Regions from separate parts of the Sus scrofa genome. Here region 1 is linked to region 2. A link is a contact called in public HiChIP or PLAC-seq data. All regions are on one chromosome and are shown on one strand. The core of a region is the stretch at or near the end of the contact, and the rest is flanking DNA. Distances in the headings are between cores, read along the strand shown.

Region 1 (5,964 bases), core at 3,231-5,730, 160 kb before region 2:
ATTAATTCTTATTTTTAGCCCAGTAATATATGCAAAAAAATTAAATAGCAAGGTTTATAACAATATAGCTGCCCCTTGTCCCCAACCACCACACTAGCCCCATACTTGACGGAAGATCACCAAAAGTATTTTGAGTTGTTTTTCTCCTCTGATATTTACCATTGAAATTTATAAATAGTAGGCTTATCCTGCTATTTCTCAATTCATAACTTTTATTTTCTATTGGTTTGCTGTTGAGAAGGTTGAAGATTTATTTCTCTTACTCATCATGCCTCCTTTAACCTCACATAACATGATTATAGTTACAACATAAAAAATATTATTCCATTTATTTTATTAAACTATTTTTTGTTTTTCCTTTGTTGGTCTTTTATTTATTTGCTTAATTTTCTATGTGCCTAAAATTATTTTTTTTTACATGTTCCTACCAATTATCCCAATGACTTGCAATAATTTTTCCAAATGCCCAATATTCCACTGGTTACTTCTCTCCTTTTCTCCTATCCCTCCTGTCCCAAGTTATTATCCTTGCATCTCCCTTTTCTACCCTCCTGGCTAGAATGCCATTTTCTTGACCTCTATGTCTTGGTTTCCTCTCTGTTTGGCTGAAGCACACCCTGCAGTAACTTCCTATGAAAGGAACCTAAGCAGTGCTTTCATTTAGTTCTTGCATGACTGAAGTCTTTTTTTCTGCTCTTACACTTGAGTGATAATTTGCTGGGAAAAAATTCTAGGCTGAATATCATTTTCTTCTAGAATTTTAAAGGCACTGCTCTGCTATTTTCAAGCAATTCCATCTGCTGTTGAGAAGTCTAATGGTTTTGTATTCTTCCTCTTTCTGAAGTGACCTCTCCCCACCTCCCCCCTCCTTTTTCCCCACCATGCTGTCCCCTCTTCTAGGATCTTTCCTTTATCCATAGACTTTTGAAATTTCACCACGTCAAATCTTAGTGTGACTCGTTTACTAGGGTGCACAAGATGATCACATACCCTGGGGTATCCCTCCTCACCTTGCCTTTAAAAATGCCTCCCTGAAATCTATCGGGGAGTTGGGGTTTTTTGACCCTGGACTCCTTACCTGGTGCCTTATGAAAAATGCTGCACTTCCCTTCATCACAACCCTGTGTTAGTAGATTGACTTTACTGCACATGGTCAAGCAGATCCAAGTTTGGTTTGGTAACACCTCAACAATGGCACTCTGCCATGATGACATTAATGACTGCCTCTGGATGGAGTGGAATCCACCTGCTAATAAGGTGCCAACTCATGGTTTTTTATGTTGGAGACTAAAAGTTTGTGTGTATGCCCAGCCTTAAAATCTCAGGCTTAGTACCTACTTCACCCCGCTCCTCTTCAGACTCTCTTTCAAAGTATGATCATGGCATCTTCTTCAGTCTTTTGCTAGTTTAATGGCTCCTAAACATTAGAGATACCACTGGAATCTTACCCATGTCTTGCGTTGTCCTCTCCCCAGCTGCTCATCATATCTTGAAATTGAGGTGATTCTCACCTTCTGTCCTCAAACACTTCTTTCCAAGATGCATCAGCTACTTGCTCCATCAAACCCTGTGGGGAAAGAGTCTACTGAGAGAGGGTGCTAGCAGGACAATCATTGTAATACAGTGTGACATAATTCACAGAAATGATATCGCATCACCTTTGCAACATCCATAGTCCATTAGTTAAAAGCAAATTGCAGGTCCTGTCCAGCTCAAGAGAAGGGGATCACACAAGAGAGTGAATAGCAGGAAGGGGGAGCACTGGACCATCTTAAGAGTCTGCCCACCAGAGTCTTCCAAAATCTTGGTTAGAGAGAGGCTCACACTGCCTCAATTGTGTTCCATGTGCCCTAACCTCTCCTTCATATCTTTCTCTTTCTCCTTTTTTTTTTTTTTTTTTTTTTTTTTTTTGCTTTTTAGAGCCGACCTAAGGTATATGAAGTTCCCAGGCTAGGGGTCTAATCGGAGCTACAGCTGCCAGCATATGCCACAGCCACAGCAACATGGGATTCAAGCCTATACCACAGCTCATGGCAACAGTGGATCCTTAACCCACTGAGCGAGGCCAGGGATTGAACCCGCATCCTCATGGATCCTAGTTAGGTTTGTTAACCATGGAGCCACGAAGGGAACTTCCACATCTTTCTTAAAGTTCATAAATTATTCTCCTGTATTTAATCTCAACTCCTCTGTTGCATTTTATATCTTCAGTTTGTAATTTTCATTTTCAGAATGTCTATTGCTTTTCATATGACACAAATTGTTTTTGATAGATGGCTTTATATCTCTTCATCATATTCCACTACCTTTCTTTATTTCTTTAAATACATTGACATATTCATTTTAGAGTCTTTATTTACAATTTCTGTATCCAAAGTCCTCATGGGTTTGGTTTTGAGGCTTGATTTTTTTGATTAATTCTGATTCATGCTGGCTTGGTTCTGTGTGCGCTTCGATTTTTTTTTTTTTTTTTTTTTTTGCTTTTTAGGACCACACCCATGGCAGTATGGAAGTTCCAGGCTAGGGGTCAAACTGGCGTTTATAGTTGCCGGCCACAGCCACAGCCACAGCAATGCCAGATCCAAGCCGTGTCTGTGACCTACACCGAAGCTCATGGCAACACCAGATCCTTGACCCCCTGAGTTAGGCCAGGGGTCAAACTTGCATCCTCAAGGATACTAGTTGCATTCGTTTCTGCTGTGCCACACGGGAACTCCTGTGCTTTGATTTTGATTGTGAACTCATATGACTTGGAGTGTTACCTATGGTTATGCCAGATAGCTTCAGTTTACTCCTCTAGAGTAAACCCTTTTCCATTCTGCTCTGCCCATTTGGATCTACTTGACCACATTAGGTATTTAACCTTCTGGATCCCTTCCTGTGAAGTTGCCTCAGCTTGACTGGGCTCCTCACCACAAGATCCCTGTGCCTCTCAAAGTTATCTACTGCACTCACTCCTGCTTCTAGTTCTGGAAATCTCTCCTTCCCTTTGTCCTTTTAAGCCTAAAGGTAGTAGCTCACCTTGCCCTTATAATGTGGGGTCCAGGTTACTGCACTTGTCCCTGTGGTGCATCTACGTGCCCATACCTTTGTAAATAGCAATTTATTAATCAACCATCTGTCTCTATAGATTTTAACCTGGACCCAGCTCAGGTGCCTCCCCAGGACTGCTCAGCCTCGCTGGCCTTCTGAACACTGGCTGCCTCCCAGCCAGAGCACCCCAGTGGGGGCCCATACGGTCCCCAGCATTCTAAGTGTAGGTCTCCACCTCCTGAGCCTCAATTCCTGGTACTGCCAGCATCTCAGTTTCCCCGGGGATGAGGTGAAGGCTGTTGGGCAGCCCCAGTCATGCCCACAGCACCAGGGACATGACAGCTCTGCTTCTAGGTCTGACCTGCCTACACCCATGGAGCCTCTGGCTTTCCCATCAGCTGCGCAGAGAGCTCAGGTTACACAACCCACAGATGCAGGGATGTGAATGCCAGGGGAATGTGGACCAAAGAGACAGAAAAACTGATGATTAAACTGCTTGTCTTTTGTCCTTGCAGGCAATGCTCTAGGAGGCAGCAGTTCCCTGGGGCCCTAGCAAAAGTCCCACATGACCAGGGGACCAGCCTTACTTTCTCATGAGGCTGTAGCCAGCTCAGGAATAAACCACTTTGTATTGCTTTTTCTCTCCTAACATCACTTCCCTTGAATCACACGCCCCAATATGGCATTTCTACACAGGCTTTGCCTAGGCCTTTGTTTTCTAGGGAAGGAGTTAAAACAGGCATTGAAAGGGCTGTGCTTTGGGGAATCAGGCTCAGTGTGGGCCTCAGACAGAGGTCATATCCTTCCCAGCCCAGACCTAGTCTCCATCCTCCTTGGGCAGGGGTTAAGCCATAAAGACCAGGCTCCAGACCTGAGGGACCACAGGGTGCCCCAGGCCATTCAGGTGCCACCTCCCCTCACCTCTCTGGATCGGCATCCTAGGCTCTGGGGACTCCCCTTACCTTTCTGCCACATTGGTCATTGATTTTAAAAGGTGTTTTAAAATAATTATCCAGTGTCTTAGGTGTTCTGTACCAGGAGGGCGCTTCTAGACCTTCTCATTGCCTAAATTACCTGGAAATTCTCCTTCTTTCTCTATTTATTTCTCTCCCTCTGTCTTTTCCTTTCATCCCTCCCAGGGTTTGGCATAGGTGTGTCTCTGGGAAGCCTCCAGTGGAATTCAAAGTTCTGCATGCCTTGTCCCCAGTCCCAGCTCAGGGCTCTGTGGAGTATATCTACAAGAGAATGTCATAAATCTGCTAGAACTGGGTAGTCAGTCAGAGAGCAGGCGCACTAGGTGTGCAGCCTGGAGAGGTCCTAGAGAGGACCTGGTCCCTCCTTCAAGTCATGCAGAGCAGGAAATGGGCAGGCACGCACGCGTGGGCTCAGCCTCCAGCCAGCCAGCTCTGCTACTCACACAGTTAGAGGGAGGGTAGAAAGAATGACTCAAAAGCGGTTTTGAAAATATCTGCCCACAACTACGGTTGGTCAACTGTTGCATGGCTCTGACTCACTGTACAAGGAAGCGTGTGCCCTTCCATCACAGTGAGGTTCCAAATGACATCATCTGTGAGATGTGGCATCAGCCTATGTGCCTCGAACATACTGTTCAGAATCAATTATCTGGCACATAGAGGGTCAGGAAAAAAGCAGCTGCCAATAAAGACAGAGAAGAATGAGCAGTTTTCAGGAATCCTCTGTGTGCCAGCTGCCTGCCTTTCTGCAGGTCCTCCCGACTGTTCTTCCAGCCCAGGTTGTAGTCAAAACCCAGCCTCCTGTACACCAGTACCAATTGAGTCTCAGAGACAGAATTTTGGGTAAAGCAGAAACAACAGCAGGCTTACACCTTCAAAACTGTGTCCTCCCTTTAGCAAGGGGTTTTATAGGTTTAGCTAAAAAAAAACCCAAGAAAACAGAAAACAAAAAACAAAAACAAAACAGGGCTGGTGAAAAGGATTAGGGTGCTTGCTTTCTTCTCCCTCCATAGATTATTTCAAAGTCATCAAGGCTGGAGTCTGGTGGTCTAGTGACTGTTTCTGGTGGTTCTTAGGGTTATCACACCTTGACTTTCTCCCTGCAGTGAAATTTGCTCACAAAAGGAAGGGGACTTTAGGGGGTGTTTCAAAGGAAAACACTAGGCCCACAATAAAACTCCAACTAGAAAGTAATCATTAGTAAAAGAAAGTATTTAAGCAAGGAAGAAATCATTTGTAAAAAGCCAGTTAGAGGAAGTTAGTGGGCCAAGGCAGGGCATAACATAACACAGACTGTTTTAACTAGTTTTTAGCTGTTACAGTATTTCGTAGTCATCAACTTTTTTTTTTTTTTGCACCCACAGCATATGGAAGTTCCCAGGCTAGGGGTCAAATCTGAGCTGTAGCTGCCGGCCACAGCCACAGCCACAGCCACATGGGATCCAAGCCGTGTCTGCGACCTACACCACAGCTCACAGCAACGCCAGATCCTCGACCCCACTGAGCGAGGCCAGGGACTGAACCCACATCCTCATGGATACTAGTCAGATTTGTTTCTGCTGTGCCACAGCAGGAACTCCCTTAATCATTAACTCTTGAGTCAGCCTTTTAAGACTGAGGGAAGGCCTGGGAGACTAAAGGAAAAGCCTTTTGCTTCACAACACGAGGACTCAGGGGCTTGTACACAGTCACTTAAGTGGGTATCCTGGGACCAGGTGCAGGGTCTCCAAAGATCACCCTTGGGATGGGAGCACAACTGCATTCAAGGAACTCTCAAAGCAATTCAAGAAGCTTTTCCATGGGGGCCTCCAGCAAAAAATGCAGACAGTTCAGGGGCGAGTCAAAGATTTTTAAAACACAACAGGTTCAGAAGTTCCTATAGTGGCTCAGCAGTAATGAGCCCCACTAGTATCCATGAGGACATGGGTTTGATTCTGGCTTCCCTCAGTGGGTTAAG
Region 2 (6,771 bases), core at 2,027-4,526:
TTACTAAAGCCATTGTGCTTTAGTTTTGTTCACTGTTGGGTCCCCCCCTACCTAGCATGGCATCTGGTACATGGTAGTGCCATCAATAAATATGTGTGGAATGACATTACAAGGCATGGGGGGGGTGGTTACTAAGGCATGTAAGTAATGATCCTTGCTCACAAGAAATCTTGATTGGCTGGGAAAGCAAGACAAACAAAGACCAACATACTTCTTAGAAGACATCTGGAAAAAAGGGAGCCCAGTTCTTCTCTAGGATAAAGGCAGGGGCAGGGGCTGGTGCCCTGCTCCTCCAAGTGTGGTCCCTGGACCAGCCTCTATCCAGATCTGTCCTCCAGATCCCCCACAATCAAATGCCCCGTCCTCTAACCTGCTTGGGGCAGAAGAGCAAGTACTCCTTGGCGATGCAGACCAGGAAGAGGGGGTCAAGCCTTTCCAAGTACTCAGAGCCCAGGGGGAGGGCCCGCATGCTGGAGAAGTGCAGCTCGGCGGCCTCCTTCAGCAGCGCCGTGACCTCCTGCTCCCCCTTGTGCTTCCTGGATGCCAGGAGGGCTTGGAGGAAAACCAGCACCTGTGGGAGGCAAGCCCAAGTTTTGGAAGCAACATCTGCTGGGCAGAGGGTGAAGCAGAAGCCCAGGCTGTTTTGGCTGCTCTACAGGAAACGGTGAGGGAGGAGGGTGGGGACACCATCCTGGAACAACCCCAGCCCCCAGAGAGCTCTGACCTCAGACTTCCCAAGGGACTGCTGCACCTCCTTCAGAAATTCCAGCTGGTGCTCAGCCTCCTCTAGGTGACCCTCTAAGATCTGGCACCAGGTGATTCCTGGGATGGGACAGAATAAGGATGAGCAAATGCTCTGAAGCAGAGCCAGTAGGACAGTGGGCCAAGGGGAAGTGATGGGACAGCAGATAGCAGGGGACCTTTCCAATATCTTCATGAGGAGTAATACATGCTCGTGATAAAGAATTCAAATCGTGGAAGTTTCCTTGTGGTGCAGTGGGTTAAGGATCTGGCATAGCCACAGCTGTAGTGTAGGCTGCAACTGTCATGTGGGTTTGATCCCTGGACCAGGAACTTCCACATGCTGAGAGTGTGCAGCCAAAAAAATTCAAACCATAAGGCAGAGTTTGCATTGTGGCTCAGTGGATTAAGAACCCAACATAGTGTCCCTGAGGAAGCAGGTTTGATCCCTGGCCTCACTCAGTGAGTTGGGGATCCAGTGTCGCTGCAAGCTGTGGCACAGGTAACAGATGTGGTTCAGACATGGCATTGCTGTGGCTGTGGCTGTGGCGTAGGCTGGCAGCTGTAGCTCTGATTTGACCCCTAGCTGGGAAAGTCTGTATGCCACACATATGGCTGTAAAACGGAAACAAAACTAAACACAACAAAACCATAAGGCAAGAAAAAACATCCCTAAAGTTCATACCCTAGTTTTAACCATGTCTCTCTCTAGAAAGAACCAATATTAACAGTTTGGGGTATATTCCTTCAAACATCTTTTGAATTACTTATGTGTTATTAATACATGCCATATTCTCCCATCAGTTCACACAAATCTACCCCACTCTCTTTAATGACAATATAATATTCCACTCTGGTTGTAACTATTTATTTAGCCATTGCCCTACTGAAGGACTCCTCATTCCATATTTGGTTTCTTTTACAATGCCATGGTCAACATTTTTGTGTGTTCTAATTCCTGAAGTAGAGTTGATGGGTCAAAGGGCACGCATATCTAAAAACACTGATAGATAAAGACAGCCTGTCCTCCAAGGATATCTGAATTAATCCTACTGCCAAGAATTTGAAAGTGTGCTTTCCCCACAACTTCATAAACATGCTTACTCACTACCAATCTAAAAAGTGAAAAGTAAGCCTTTTTTTTTTTTTTTCTTTTTTTTCTGCACCCACACGTGAGGAAGTTCCTGCGCCAGGGATTGAATCAACGCCACAGCAGTGACAACTCTGGATCCCTAACTGCTAGGTCACCAGGGAACTCCCATAATAACTTATTTTAATTCACAGTTTTTTATTATTAGGGTAATTAAACATCTTTTCATATATTTAATGGCCTTTATTTTGCAACAGTGAATTTCCTTGTTCACAGCTTTTTTTTTTTTTTTTTTTTTTTTTTTTTTGTCTTTTGTCCTTTTAGGGCTGCACCTGCGGCATGTGGAGGTTCCCAGGCTAGGGGTCTAATTGGAGCTGTTGCTGCTGGCCTACACCACAGCCACAGCAACGCCAGATCTGAGCTGCGTCTGCGACCTACACCACAGCTCAGAGCAACACCAGATCCTTAACCCACTGAGCGAGGCCAGGGATCGAACCTGCAACCTCATGGTTCCTAGTCAGATTCGTTTCCTCTGTGCCACAATGGGAACTCCTTGTTCATACCTTTGCCTGTTTTTCTTTGGACTGATAGCTCTCTCTCTGTATATATATGTTTTCATATACATTCATATTTTCTTTATATATACCCTTTGTTACCTTTTCCATTAGTTTGCTTTTGGCCATTTTTTTTTCTTTTTAGGGCCACATGTGCAGCATATGGAAGTTCCCAGGCTACGGGTCGAATCGGACCTGCAGCTGCTGGACTACATCATAGTCACAGCAACTCAGAATCCACGCTATGTCTGAGGCCTACACCACAGCTTGTAACAATGCTGAATCCTTAACCCACTGAGCGAGGCCAGGGATCAAACCCAAGTCCTCATTCATCCTAGTCAGGTTCATTACTGCTGAGCCACAGTGGGAACTCCTCTTCTTCTTTACAAGACATTCCTTGGCCATTTTGGTGCATTTATTCCTGACTGTCTTCCTAATCACCATCTTGGTTTTCAATTGTATCCATTCTACAATTTGGCTCATCTACGGAATTTCTTACTTTGTAATCATATTTTTAATTTTCAGCAATTCTTTTTTGCTCTCTGTATTTTTTTCCTAGTAGCATGTTCTTTACTTACTAACATAATAACCTCTAGAGCCAGGCAACATGGGAGGTGTTTTGAGGAGGGAAGTCTTTTCTGTATCTGGCCTTGACTTTGCTCTTCAGAGAGCCACTGGTTTGCATGTTCCCCTCAGTGCCTTTTTCAAATTGCTAGCTTTATAATAAGACTAGAGGGACAGATATTAGCAACCAGGGAAGATTTCCCAAAGTGTTACGGTCATTGATTTTTATCAGGCCAGCTAAGATGGGTGAGCCCAGAACACACTGGAGAGGGCTCAGCCTAGGCTGGAGTGTGTGGAGCAGACATTTGGACAAACTGACTTCCCTTCTGGCTGACTGGCCGGGGCTTCCCCTTAAATGAGGAAGTGGGAAAGGACTCAGCCTGGCAGAGGAACATTTGGGGGGCATTTTGCCTATGTGCCCGGCATCGAAGTCTTTTTGTTCTTCATGTCCCTGATGGTGGTAGGACATCACTGGGGGCTCTGTCCTGCTCCCTCCTGCCCCATCACCCAGGAAGAGCCTCTTTGGTTTCATTCTCTTGGTCTTTAATAACCCTCTCGTTATCTTGGTGACTGCCCCATGGCATGTTCTGTTCCCAGCCTTTGGGGAACCTGAGCTTATGTTTCTCAATTTTTGTTTTTTCCTTTTTTTCTCTCTCTTCTCTTTTTATGGCTGCACCTGTGGCATATGGAAGTTCCTGGGCCAGGGGTCGAATCAAGCTACAGATGAAGCCTATACCACAGCCACAACAATGCTGTATCCAAGCCACATTGCAACCTATGCTAAAGCTTGTGGCAACACCAGAACCTTAACCCAGTGAGTGAGGCCAGGGATTGAACCCACATCCTCAGGAGACAATGTCAGGTCCTTAACATACTGAGCTAGAACAGGAACTCCAAGTCTACTCATTTCTTGAGCTGACCCATCTCTGCCCATGCTGGCTTGTAGACTTCTAGAGCTGCTTGGAGCTTCCATGTACTGGGTGCAGTCTGCTTTCTATCTTCTAGATATGCAAAGTTCTGGTCCAGTAAAGGCACTTTTCCCTGTTTCTGGGCTGCAGTGAGGACTGATTATTATTGTTACTATTATTATTATTTTTTTTAGGGCCACACCTGCAGCATATGGAAGTTTCCAGGCTAAGGGTCAAATTAGAGCTACAACTACTGGCCTACACCACAGCCACAGCAATGCAGGATCTGAGCCATGTCTGCGAACTACAGCACAGCTCATGGCAAAGCCAGATCCTTAACCCACTGATCGAGACCAGGGATTGAACCCGTGACCTCATGGATACTAGTCAGGATCGTAATCTGCTGAGCCACAACGGGAACCCTAGGACTGATTATTTTTTTAAAACATCGCCCATGAGTTTTGTGGGATTTGGGGAGGGAGGAAGAGGCAATGACTGGGGAATCAGCCTGACACGCTGAATGGGAAATCAAGACCAACCACTCTGATTCCTTTTTTGATTGTGCTGACCACATGAGGAGCCTGGTATGTAGAGAGAAGTGACTTGCCCCAAAAGCCACAACTCCTCAGAGCCAGGGCAAGAGGCCAGCCTGCCTGGACACGGGTCATAAGGCTAGCTCTACTAAAATCAAACACTGTTGTGTCAGCTTACACTAGAAACCACAGGTTTGAGGGTTCTGTGTAAAAATGAAAACTGGATTCTGGAAAATTCATCTGACATTTATATAAAGTGTGTGTGTGTGGCGGGGTAGATGGGAAGCATTGGGATAGACAGAAAGTAAAACTGTCAAAATTACTCTCTCTGGTGGCCTTTCAGCTCAGGGGCCTGCAGAGGTGGATTCTACAGAGGGACAGCTGGAGGTGTGGGAACAGGGTATGCTAGGAGTGCTGCTGTCTCCAACACTGGCCTGGGGAGGCCTGAGAGGGGGAGGGGCCACCTCTGCATAATGGGTAGGGTGTGGATATCAAAGGTCTGATGCATATCAGAATGGCTTGGACCAATTTCAAGAATTCCTGTGCCTCTTAGGTCCATACTTGTGGATTTGTGGAAAGGCACCCCATCATACAAAGCACCCCCTAATTTGCACACCCTCTGGGGAGAATGCTTCCCAGCCACTGTCTTCTGGACCCCTGGAGGCCACCCTGCTTGGCTGACCACCCCCTCGCCCTGCCACACCCCACCCTGCCCAGCCTGCATTGACCTGTCATGGCCATGCCACTCTTGCTTAGTTTCATGGCCTCCGAGTACCATAGAGATGCCTCCTTCACTTGATCCCGCAGGATGAAGAGGTAGCCCAGCTCTGTGGCCACGTGGGCGTAGGAGGATGTGGCCCTGAAGGTTCGCTCGATGAAGCTACACACCAGTCGCAGAATCACCTGGTGCCTCCCACACTGCCAGGCACAGACAGTGAGAAACCGGTCAGTCCAGCCTGTCTGAGCAAGGTCGCATCACAAATGGGGGCCACTTTGGCAGCCCTGGGGGCGGGGGTTGCTCAGGAGAGCCCAAGAGGGACCCTGTGTCAGGCAGTCAGGTCCAGGTAGCTGTTCACCTCCCAAAGAACCCCCTGCTGGCCACACCTGTGGAACCTGCCTTCAGTCTCTGAGGGACCCGGCCCCTGTCTGGCCACAGCTGTTGTTCCAACAGCTCACCAGGAGGTTTCTCACAAAGTGGAGCTACATGAGAGAAACGTTTCGTGTCCCACTGATGGGAAGTGGCCTTGAAGGCTGCGAGCAGCCACATTCCCTGCCAGGTACGGAGAATGAGGCAGAGGGACTCAGACACAGTTGTGGAGGGAGAGATGATGTCCCAGTGGCCTCAACTCTCCAGAGCTAACCTGTCCTTATGGAGAGTCCTAGTAAATCTTGCTCTGGGCTGAAGGGTCTGACAGCGACAGAGTGTTTGGCCGTCTGGTCTGTTTGCACCTTGCCTGGTGTCAGAGTGGCCTAGGCAAGCCAGTCTCCCCAGGTATCTTCCACAAAATGAATATGGGAGTTGGGTACCCCAGCACCCTGAGGCTGAGAACAGATGTGGCTCTGCTCCACTGAGGCTGTGACGCTGCCCTCTCTCCCTAAATAGAGTGCCTCCCACTCAGACAGGCCTTCAAGATCTCATCTCCCTAATCTTCACAGCACCTCTGAAGGGCATGCGGGCACAGGGTACAGAGCCCACAGGATACAGTTACTGGCCAGAGGCAGGCAGGGGCCCCTGGGTCTGGGCTGCGAGCCTGAGAAGTCAAGTTTGAGCCAGAGACAGGAGGGGTGGGAGCCTTAGGGAGCTTCCAGGGGGATCTCAGGTGTCCCCGGAGGAACTCAGAGAGAAGCCTTAGTTCAGAAATTGGGGAGGAACCTTCTTACCAGTCTGCTCACCACAAGAATTTTTTTAAGATGGAGGCTTGGATTTTGGGGCTCTCTTGTCTCCAGTGCGTTAATCAGATTTCTAACGTGCTCGGCAGCCTGTGGGTACAAAACAGACAATCTCAAAGGCGGGATGGAAAATGAGAGTGGGGCAGAGGTTTTCAACCCCCGCTGCCCATGAGCACCTGCTGGGTTATCTTTTTTTTTTTTTTTTTTTTTTTTTTTTTTTTTGCTATTTCTTGGGCCACTCCTGTGGCATATGGAGGTTCCCAGGCTAGGGATCCAAACGGAGCTGTAGCCACTGGCCTACGCTAGAGCCACAGCAACGCGGGATCTGAGCCGCGTCTGCAACCTACACCACAGCTCACAGCAACGCCAGATCGTTAACCCACTGAGCAAGGGCAGGGACCGAACCCGCAACCTCATGGTTCCTAGTCGGATTCGTTAACCACTGCGCCACGACGGGAACTCCCTGGGTTATCTTAAAAACACCGGTGTTC

The links. HiChIP or PLAC-seq counts read pairs in DNA pulled down with a chosen protein or histone mark.
Region 1: a contact with region 2 is called in an H3K27ac HiChIP or PLAC-seq map of alveolar macrophages. The contact joins two enhancer-like sites. A contact is called at or near these places in 3 of 47 Hi-C or Micro-C datasets (embryonic fibroblasts, fetal heart ventricle and liver) and 1 of 2 datasets of contacts at active chromatin or transcription factors (alveolar macrophages).

What each region holds. Positions count from the first base shown.
Region 1 is chr13:23,972,792-23,978,755 of Sscrofa11.1, reverse strand. It overlaps LOC110256577 (a long non-coding RNA gene), which reads right to left. Exons shown (of 4, transcript XR_002338218.1): 3 at 1,449-1,567. Among named protein-coding and RNA genes, the nearest start is that of CX3CR1, 18 kb to the right of the region's middle. Within about 2 kb of position 4,480, at least 14 of the 83 cell types and tissues checked have an H3K27ac peak or open chromatin away from gene starts, as enhancers often do. A contact at or near this core is called in alveolar macrophages, where this site is marked.
Region 2 is chr13:23,811,321-23,818,091 of Sscrofa11.1, reverse strand. It overlaps TTC21A (tetratricopeptide repeat protein 21A), which reads right to left. Exons shown (of 28, transcript XM_021071679.1): 8 at 6,272-6,370; 9 at 5,119-5,308; 10 at 725-822; 11 at 371-571. Among named protein-coding and RNA genes, the nearest start is that of TTC21A, 17 kb to the right of the region's middle. Within about 2 kb of position 3,276, at least 7 of the 83 cell types and tissues checked have an H3K27ac peak or open chromatin away from gene starts, as enhancers often do. A contact at or near this core is called in alveolar macrophages, where this site is marked.